Linked DNA regions of Gossypium arboreum: regions 1 and 3 are each linked to region 2. A link is a contact called in public Hi-C data. All regions are on one chromosome and are shown on one strand. The core of a region is the stretch at or near the end of the contact, and the rest is flanking DNA. Distances in the headings are between cores, read along the strand shown.

Region 1 (3,516 bases), core at 223-2,722, 220 kb before region 2:
ACCGTTGAAATGGATTAAATTGTTAATAAAAATGATCATTTGCTCTTTGATCTAATGTGTGAGAACTAATTTGCCCATGTTTTGAATAAGGTATAATAACTTATTTGGCCTTCCAACTTAAAAAGAAGAAGAAGTCATTTTAACACTTTATTTAATTTTTTACTCTTTTTAGCACTTGAACTTGAATCGTTTTGTCAAATCACTCCAAAATTGATGAAAAAATTAATATATGTTAACTTTGTTGACATGGCGTGGCATCCACATATATGCCACATTAACATTTAATTATTTTTTAAAATTTAAAAATATTTGTTTATACTTTTTTTATACTTTTTTGAATTTTAAATTTAAAACTTAATTATTTGCTAACATGACATCCATGTGTATGCCATATCGGAAAGCTAACAAACATTAATTTTTCTATCAATTTTAGAGTGGTTTGACAAACATCTTAAATTTAAAGGTTAAAAGAGGTGAAAATTTAAATGAATGGTTAAAGTAATTTCTTTTATTTATAAAATTAAAGGGCTAAATAAACCATTTACTTTTAAATAAAATAAAATACAGTTTCACTCTTAACATAAATACTTGTACGATACTTTTAAATATGAGTGTGTCATAATTATGAATGACTTCAAATTTTCAACCTGTCATGTTTAAAGGTAAATAGTATCAATAAAATTTAGTAAACTTTTTTTCCTTTTTAACACATCATATCCTTGTAAAAAATAGTTAAATCATTATATTATCCTAGTAGAAAAATTATAAATTTATAAATTAATGTAACAATACAATTGCATTTTAAATTCTCAAAAAAACTTTTTACTTTGCCTCTTAGATTAATGATTCCTATAATAGGTATAGATTTGTTTATAATTTAGTACAATTATTTTATATATTTTCCATTTGATTAAAGTTGAAGAAGCTAACCATCATAAACTGATAAAAAATTGGTTCAAACGGAGAAACGGTACTGATACTTGAAAATTCAATTAATTTTAAAAAGAAAACGTTTATTTACAATTAAACCTAAAATTAGAAGATAAGCCATATGTAAATTATAATTAAGAAAAGTAGGAAATACTTTTAGTAGCTTTTAAATTTTAAAATTAGATTAAAATATTTCATAAATCCTTACATTCTTTATAAATTTAAATTTTAGTTTTGTACTTTTATTTTAAGAATTTAACCTTTTACCTTTAAAATTTAAGTCCAATTATTATCATTGTTAACATTATTTTGTTAAATTCAAGTTCAGTTTAACGTGATTTTTCAATTATATTGTTATTAAGTGATTTTTTTATTTCAAAATGTTGCACCTATCAATTTAACCAAAAATTTAACTATGTTAATAATTGGAACTAAAATTTGAAATATGAAAAGTAGAAAACAAATTCTTAAAATAAATTTATAATGACTAAATTTTAAATTTATAAAATGTACAGGGATTTATGAGATATTTTAACATATATCAACCGAAATTCGTATGGAAATGCTCGCGTTTTCAAACATCTTGGGAGCTTTTTTATCGCAATCCCCATTAATCAAGCGACGTACAGAGCACAAAGTTTTTGTGCTTTTATATTATATAATTTTCTTCTGATTTTGATCTTTCTTCTTCGATTTCGCTGTATTTGAGAAAAGATTAGGTTTTCTCTTTTTCAGTGTTCCATTTTCACGTCTCCTTCCTTTTTCCGAGTTATAATAGGCGCTACTTCTCACATTATCGTTAAAAGATTTAATTTTTGTTTTTGAGATCGTTAACCATTGATTTAGTTCTTTTAATGCGATTGGGTAAGTTCTCTGACATTTCCTTTCTTTCTATTCATCATGATTTTTTTTTTATGATTTAAGAAATTCTTTTTTTTTCTTCTCAAGAATGGATTTACTGAAATGAGCTCTTCGCTAGTTTCCTTAAAACTAGCGTTAAATCCACTGATCTTTGTTTCTGAATCTCTGACGATCCTTAAAGATTTAGCTTTCTTTTTATTTTTCCATTGATCTAAAATTTGGAAACTAATTTGCAGGTTAAAAATATTTAAAAGAAAATGGCACTGAAACCGATTTCAACTGACACAAGAACTAGGAGTTCGATTCAAATATCCATTGTTGTGGGATTATGTTGTTTCTTCTACATATTAGGAGCATGGCAAAGGAGTGGTTTCGGTAAAGGGGATAGTATAGCTTTAGAAATGACTAAACATAGCGCAGATTGCAGCATTGTCCCTACCTTAAACTTCGAAACCCACCACGCTGGTGAAGTTGGGAACGTAGATGAATCCGAAAAGCCCAAATCTTTCGAGCCCTGTGATCCCCGTTACGTTGATTACACGCCTTGCCAAGATCAAAGTCGTGCCATGACGTTTCCTAGGGACAACATGATTTATCGGGAGAGGCATTGTCCGAGAGAGGAAGAGAAGTTGCATTGTCTTGTCCCGGCGCCTAATGGATATGTGACTCCGTTTCCTTGGCCTAAGAGCAGGGATTATGTGCCTTATGCTAATGCACCCTATAAGGCCTTGACCATTGAGAAGGCCATTCAGAATTGGATCCAATATGAGGGTAATGTGTTTAGGTTCCCTGGTGGAGGAACGCAGTTTCCACAAGGGGCGGATAAGTATATTGATCAGCTTGCTAAGGTCATTCCAATTACTAATGGGATGGTTAGGACTGCACTCGATACTGGTTGTGGGGTATGCCATATTTGTCATCCTATTGAAAGCTTTTCAATTGATCTTTTTTTGTACTCTTGCAAATGTTTTTCTTTGTGATCTATGTAGGTACTGAATCTAACAATTGGTTCTTTTTCATAGGTTGCAAGCTGGGGTGCATACCTTTGGAGTAGAAATGTTATTGCCATGTCATTTGCGCCAAGAGATTCACATGAAGCACAGGTTCAATTTGCTCTTGAAAGAGGTGTACCTGCTGTTATTGGTGTTCTTGGGACCATCAAGATGCCATATCCATCTAGAGTTTTTGATATGGCTCACTGTTCTCGTTGCTTGATTCCATGGGGAGCAAATGGTGAGTCATATATCTTATATTTAAGTTAAAAAAATGTTTTGGTATTTTAGGTAGATTGTCTGTTTTGGTGTTGCACTAGTGAAAAATTTTTAGGGATGAAGTTGAGTAACTGATGCACCATAATGGTTTTGTCTGTTGGCAGATGGAATGTATATGAAGGAGGTTGATCGTGTTCTTAGACCTGGTGGTTACTGGGTACTTTCTGGTCCACCAATTAATTGGAGGAACAATTACAGAGCATGGCAACGTCCCAAGAAGGAACTTGAGGAGGAACAGAAAAAGATTGAGGAAGTTGCCAAACTTCTTTGCTGGGAGAAAAAACATGAGAAGGGTGAAATTGCCATTTGGCAAAAGAGGGTCAATGATGAAGCTTGTCGTAGTAGACAACATAATTCTCAAGCTAATTTCTGTAAAGCTGAAGAAGCTAATGATGTCTGGTATGAGCTGCGCTTGGAACTTTTAGAATCATACAGTTTGCAATAAAAACAATAT
Region 2 (3,108 bases), core at 548-3,047:
AAAGCTAAAACTAATTAAAATTTAAGAGGACTAAAAAAAGAATTAAACCATATATCCAAAGAGGCAAATGCCACTGTCTGCGCACACACCATTGTTTTGTTACATGCATGTTAAGGTGTAGGGAACTTGAAATGACAATGTACTGGGTTTTTTTTTCTTCAAAATCACAAAGATTTAGTAAAACAAAAAAGAAATGAAAAAGTTAAAGCAAGAAAGGTGACATATTAAGGAAGGGTCATAATCAAGAGGAAGAAGGGTGATTAGTGGAGATTTAGAGGGAAAAAAATGATTAGAGAAGATGGGGAAAGAAAATCGAATTATGAGATAGTTAGGTATGTTGGTTGTTGAAATAGATTTTGGAAGTCGCTATATTTTAGGCAATGTGCTTGTTTTTGTTCCCTTTTAAGCTACACTTTGGCCTGTTAGGCACATGGGTTAGACGTGCTATGCTTTCTCTCTCATTCCTCTTTGCTGGTGGGTCTTTCTTATGTACTATATGTATACATATACACATATGGTATAATTCAAGTTGTTTTATTCATCAATAATAGCTTATAGTTGAATTATAAAAATAATAATCGTACAAAAATTTATATAAGTACGTAAAATTAGTTGAGTTTTACACTAGTATGAGTAGATATATTGACTGCTCGAAAAAAAGAAGAAGAGATTTTAGATATTAAGACTCGAACTCCTCTTCTACGCCAAATTAAAGTGTAATAATTAAATTTAAAGTTTGAACATACTAGAGGGACTAAAATGATAATTTATTGAATAAAAGTTTTAGGTTAATTTTTTTAGCCAGTTTTTTTTTAGGTAGAGTGTGTTTGGACACCACAAAATAATTGGATAAAGCTATAGTTACTAAACTAGTAATTTCATCCTCTTATAATTACAAAGAATTCTAATTCTTTAGGCGTGTTTGATTAACAATGTATAATTACATTATATTTATCTATGTTATCCGAATGATTTTCCATTACTTTAGTAACATCAAACTTTTTACTATTATGTCCCAACAAAATTTGGCATAAAAGAAAAGTTTATATTCTTTCACCTTATCCAACACCACATTCCTCATGCACAACGTTCAATTGGTCGGAAGATTTAGGACTATTGATCTTATGAAATGTACCCCTGCTCCTACAAAACTTCAAAATAGATAGAGATGAAAGCCTTTAATGGAAAAATGGAATAAAAGGCATATTTTGGGTATATAAGCTTTTTAAACAATACTTTCAAGGACCATATATATATATATATATATATATATATATATATTGCAGACTGTATGGCTCACATGTTCAAAGATGGAGACCTGAAAAGTGTTGGGTCTTGACTCAGAGATCTACTGAAAGATTTTTCATCAAGTATCCTTCACTCTCATCCCCAATAAACGGATTTTCCTCTTGGAAAGAATTTTTTTTAAAGGAAATGAGTTTTTAAGATTTCTCCAATTAAGAAAAATCAAACTTAATCGATGATTTGATATAAAACCATGTTCACATGCATCATAGATGTATTACAAGTAATGGAATTATTTAGAGGTAAACTTTTGTTTTAAAATTAAGATCAAAGGCAGAAGGCAATGATTACAAGAATGGAATGGGGACCACTTTATTATATCTAAATAATTTGTATATTTTTAACGAGTGATTGAGTTTTTCAGAGTAAAGGAACGAGGGGCCCACCACTGTCTTTATGGATTGAATGATAAAAGAGCACCGCACGTGGAGTTTGAATCAAGGGACTATCCAACCACAATTGTATGATCTCTCTCTATATTTAGGGTTATCTCATTTTATTTTCACAATATAGAAAAGAGAAAATTACAAAGAGGTCCTCAATTCAACGAATTATTTCCCATCCAAAAAAGTCTTTGCTTTTCTTTCTTAGCCCACCCTCATAATTCTCACTCATTGTATTTGTTGCTTAAAGCTTGCCCCCTTCCCCTTATCCCCTCTCTCTCTTTGGTCTGTGCAGAGATAAGAAAACCAACTCGGCAGCTTCAATCTTCCCCATCTAAAGGGAATTCCAAGCTACACAACACAACATCATATAGCAAAAAAGAAAGAGACCCACTAGGCCATCAAAGTCACCGAATTGAGGGTCACCTTCAGATCATGTACTAGTAGAGCCAAACCACCAAAAAGATATAATCCCACTCTCTCATACATGATCATGGATGAAAATGGGATCCGCAGGCCGAACTTCCCTCTTCAGCTCCTAGAAAAGAAGGAACAACCTCGTTCCGACCCTGCCGACGTCGACACCAGCTCCAAACCAACCTTGGAACCTCCCTCCAAGAAACCTCCACCTAAGAGGACTTCAACCAAGGACCGGCACACCAAAGTGGAAGGACGAGGCCGTCGCATCCGCATGCCGGCTACGTGTGCTGCTAGGGTTTTCCAGCTAACAAGGGAGCTTGGTCACAAATCAGATGGTGAAACCATTGAGTGGTTGCTCCAACAAGCTGAGCCCGCGGTTATTGCTGCCACGGGGACAGGTACTATCCCTGCAAATTTCACGTCCCTTAATATTTCACTAAGAAGTTCAGGTTCTAGCATGTCGGCTTCACACTTGAGGAACACTTATTTCAATCCAAATTTTACCACACAACAATTGAGGACGAGGAGTGAATGGGATCAAAGGAATGTCCTTGACGATTCATCTCAACAACAACAACAACAACAACAACGAAGGGTTTTATTTCCTGGTGTTGCTTTAGCATCTGAAGATTCATTGACCTTTCCTGGTACTAGTAGCACTACTTTGAACGCTTTCTTGCAAGCTAAGCAAGAGATTCGGGACGCCAAGGCCGCGGATACTAGTATAGGGAAGAGGAGGAGGCCTGAGCAGCAAGAAACGCCACAAAATCAGGTGGGAAGTTACTTGATACAATCTAATACGGGTTCGATTCCGACGAGTCATAATCCGATCCCGGCAACATTTTGGATAGGCAACCAAGTCATCAGTGGGAGTGGCACTGGGGATCCCATGTGGACATTTCCTTCAACTAATAACACTAATATGTATAGGGGTACTATGTCTAGTGGGGTGCATTTTATGAATTTAGCCGCTCCAATGGCTCTCCTCCCGGCCCAACAA
Region 3 (3,315 bases), core at 724-3,223, 200 kb after region 2:
ATCAGACAACTGATGGAATTATCTCTCCCAATTGGTTGGATTAATGCATCCAAGTCTGACGAAGAATCCCCAGCATTACTCCGATGACCATCCTCGGGAGAATCAGAAAAGCTGCTATCATCATTTTCACCATCATCCTCAGACTGTTCCTCTGGTGACTCCTCCACAGAATCTGACAGGCTGTCACTGTCTGATTGGTTAACCAAATCCGGTTTGTCTAGACCAATGGAGCAGTGGTGGATAAGAGAAGAGTCTGTATCCGAGGAAGAATCAGATCGCTTACTATCGTCACCGGATTGGTCATGAGAACCTGGCAAGAGAAAGTCACCTGAGTCTTGTGGAGAAGAAGCATTAGAATTATTATCGTCACTCGAGGAATCATCAGAAGATAGCTTCGACAACTTGGTTTCCTGACAACCATCGGATTCAGAGAATTCCCGTGGTCGCTTCCCATTGTACATGTAAGCCCACTTCCTTTCTTCCTGACAAGAGCTTGCAAACACCAAACAGGACTTGCAGCACCGGTTCTCCAACATGACTCTTTAGGATCCCCTCCCGACTTCAGACGGGAAAATCCCCAAAAATAACAATGGGAATTTTCAAATCACTGTAACAACCACAAGTTTTATTTCTCCCCCCAAAACATAACGCAGTCAAGATTAACAAATTCTACCTATTCAAGAAAACAAGGGGCAAACAAAGGGAGCAGTTTCAGATAAATTTTCAAAACGATAAACCAAACCAAACAGGAACTCGAATCCAATAAAACAAAGATCCAAATTCAGGCTTATAAAATGAAAAAAAAATTCAGCGGCGAAAAAAAAAATAAAGAAGTCAAAAACAATAATTAAACATAAGCAAATTTGGTTAAAACAAGAACAAAAGAATTCACGATCAAACAAAGCTGAAGAAAAATAAGTACCAGATCTCAGAATTTCATTGAAGGCAAACAAGAACAAAAACAAATAAAATAACAATCAGATTCAAACTAATAGAAGAAACGTAAGCTAATCAGATCTGTTTATAATTTCATTAATATCATCTCATTAATTAGTAGATAAACACAAAGTGATAAACGAAATAGAAATATTAAATTAAAAGAAAAAAAGAAGGAAAGAATAATAACAAAAGCGAAGAAGTGACATATAAAGGAAATGATAAAAGAATCATAATACTAATGTTGCGAAGAACTTACTGACTGGATAAGAAGAAGAAAAAAATGAAATGAATCTCTTTCCGTCAAAAAATTAATACACTATCTCTTTTCTCTTTCTTTTCTTTTTTTTTTTTTCTTTTTTCAGTTGTTGTTCCTTTGATTTGCTGTTGTTGTTCTTCGCGTTCTCGTGTTTCTTCGTTTAAATTTTTTTTTCTTTTTTTTTTTCTCTCTGTTTCTCTATAGGCTGGTTAATTTGTCCTTTGGATTTTCTCTGCAAATCAGAGCGAGGGAGCTTTCGTTTTGGCTTTGCGAGCAAAATCTATAAGAGACCCCCTTTATCTCTCTTTAAACTTGCTCTCTCTCTTTCTCTCTCTCCAAACCAAAATAAAAAAATAAAAATTGTTTAATGAAATAATTTTTTTTTTTCGTTTTTACGTTTTGTTTGTTTTCGGAAGTCGAATTATAAATAAAGGAAAAAAAAAAAAAGAGAATGGGAGGGTGGTGATGAGGGGAAGGCAGGGCAGGCGGGGGACGGCGGCGATGGTGGCGGTGGTGGGACCTACAAAAAGGGGGAGGGGGAGTGAAAACCGGTAACCGGTTAGCGCCGGGTGAGACACGTGTTGACTATGTGATTGATGATGATGAGGCGGAGGAGGTGATGGAATAAAAACTGTCCCTCTCTCTCACTCTCTTTTCTTAAAAAATATATGAATTTAATGGGAGAAAATAGATTTTAGGTACCCCTACGCCTTTTAACAGTGCAAGTAGTAAATATATGAATGAGGGGGGGAATGGTCAAATCTCTGCCTGCCAGCTTCCGTTAGTGGAGTTTTTATCCCCTGCTTCTGCCGTTTTTGAAGACAAATTAAGCTCCACACTAATTAAGTAATTATCGAATTGACTAGTCAAATTACACACTACAATTATCCATCATCACTTCCGTAATCTTAATCTTAATCAAAATCGTAATTATCCCTTAATATGATACTTTAAGCACGTCCACATATTTGGTTTGCTTTTAATCCCATTTTTTTCCTACCACAAGATTATTTAAAAAAAAATCAAATTCCAGATTTACGATTCCACAAATGGTTCAATCTTTCGAAAGATTTAAATAATATATTTTAAATTAAATTATGATTTAATCCGATTTAATCTTAATATTTTAATTTTATATAATATTAGCAATTAGTTTTGTGCTAAAATGATTTCTTTTAAGAAATATTAATATTAGTATTTTAAACTAAAATAGCTAACAGGCTACTTGGACAAAGCAATGATATTATAAAATTAGAGGATCTAATTATTCCAATTTAAATTATAAGGAGTAAAACTATAATTTGACCTATTTTTAAATAAAAAAGGTATTTTTCAAGCCAAATTAAAGATGAGGCCAAAAATAACCATAAACAGACCTAACAAATTTGAGTGATTTCTCAATTTGCAAAAGTTATTCTGCTAAATTAGCTAATTAGGTGGGAAAAAAGCACATTAACAATGGGCAAATTTTATTACTAATTATGGAAAAATATATATTATTATTGTTAAGAGTAAGCTGTGGGTTATTTCCTTTAAAAGAAAATTGTTGAATTTAAAGCCATTTATTTTGAAAAAATAATAATCAAGGTTTTTTTATTTTACATTCGAAATTTTTGAAATTTCAAATTTGAAAGAATTATTTATTATTTTTAACTACATTGAGTAAACAAATATTTTAAAAGATAATTTATTTTTATAATAAAAATCATGCAACAAATGTAGGAGTTTTTTTTTATTCCTTAACAAAGCATCACGTTTTAAACACCCTTTTTAAACACCTGAATTAAATCAATAAGCAAAATGGCAACACTCCTAGCTGGCAATGCCAAAACTGGCACTTACGTTTGGTATAAGTTGATCCACAAATTTTGTGTTTATGTTGTATTTTTTTTTGGGGGGTTAAATTACCTTTCTAAGGTTATATGAAAATGAAAAATCAAAATTTTAATATTTTTAAATACATTAATGATTAAATTGTTCACAGTTTTTCCAATTTACTTTGGGATGCATCAAGTCATTAATTTTACTTTTTTTCAAAATTAAATGAAAATTACATTAATTTAAATCAGTATTGTAACATAAAAATTAAAATTAGTGAGGTGCCAAATTGGAATGACAAC

The links. A called contact is a pair of places that touch in the nucleus more often than the background predicts.
Region 1: a contact with region 2 is called in a Hi-C map of leaf, with 3 times the contacts expected there. The contact joins the promoter of LOC108461307 here to the promoter of LOC108464943 in region 2.
Region 3: a Hi-C map of leaf shows a contact between it and region 2, with 3 times the contacts expected there. The contact joins the promoter of LOC108466996 here to the promoter of LOC108464943 in region 2.

Annotation. Positions count from the first base shown.
Region 1 is chr13:21,749,045-21,752,560 of ASM2569848v2, reverse strand. LOC108461307 (probable methyltransferase PMT2) reads left to right here and starts at 1,472. Exons shown (of 7, transcript XM_017761111.2): 1 at 1,472-1,794; 2 at 2,028-2,693; 3 at 2,814-3,024; 4 at 3,167-3,461. The coding sequence starts at 2,049.
Region 2 is chr13:21,530,132-21,533,239 of ASM2569848v2, reverse strand. It overlaps LOC108464943 (transcription factor TCP15), which reads left to right and starts at 1,797. Exons shown (of 1, transcript XM_017765227.2): 1 at 1,797-3,108. The coding sequence starts at 2,176.
Region 3 is chr13:21,330,902-21,334,216 of ASM2569848v2, reverse strand. It overlaps LOC108466996 (F-box/kelch-repeat protein At1g26930-like), which reads right to left and starts at 1,973. Exons shown (of 2, transcript XM_017767425.2): 1 at 1,196-1,973; 2 at 1-673. The coding sequence starts at 536.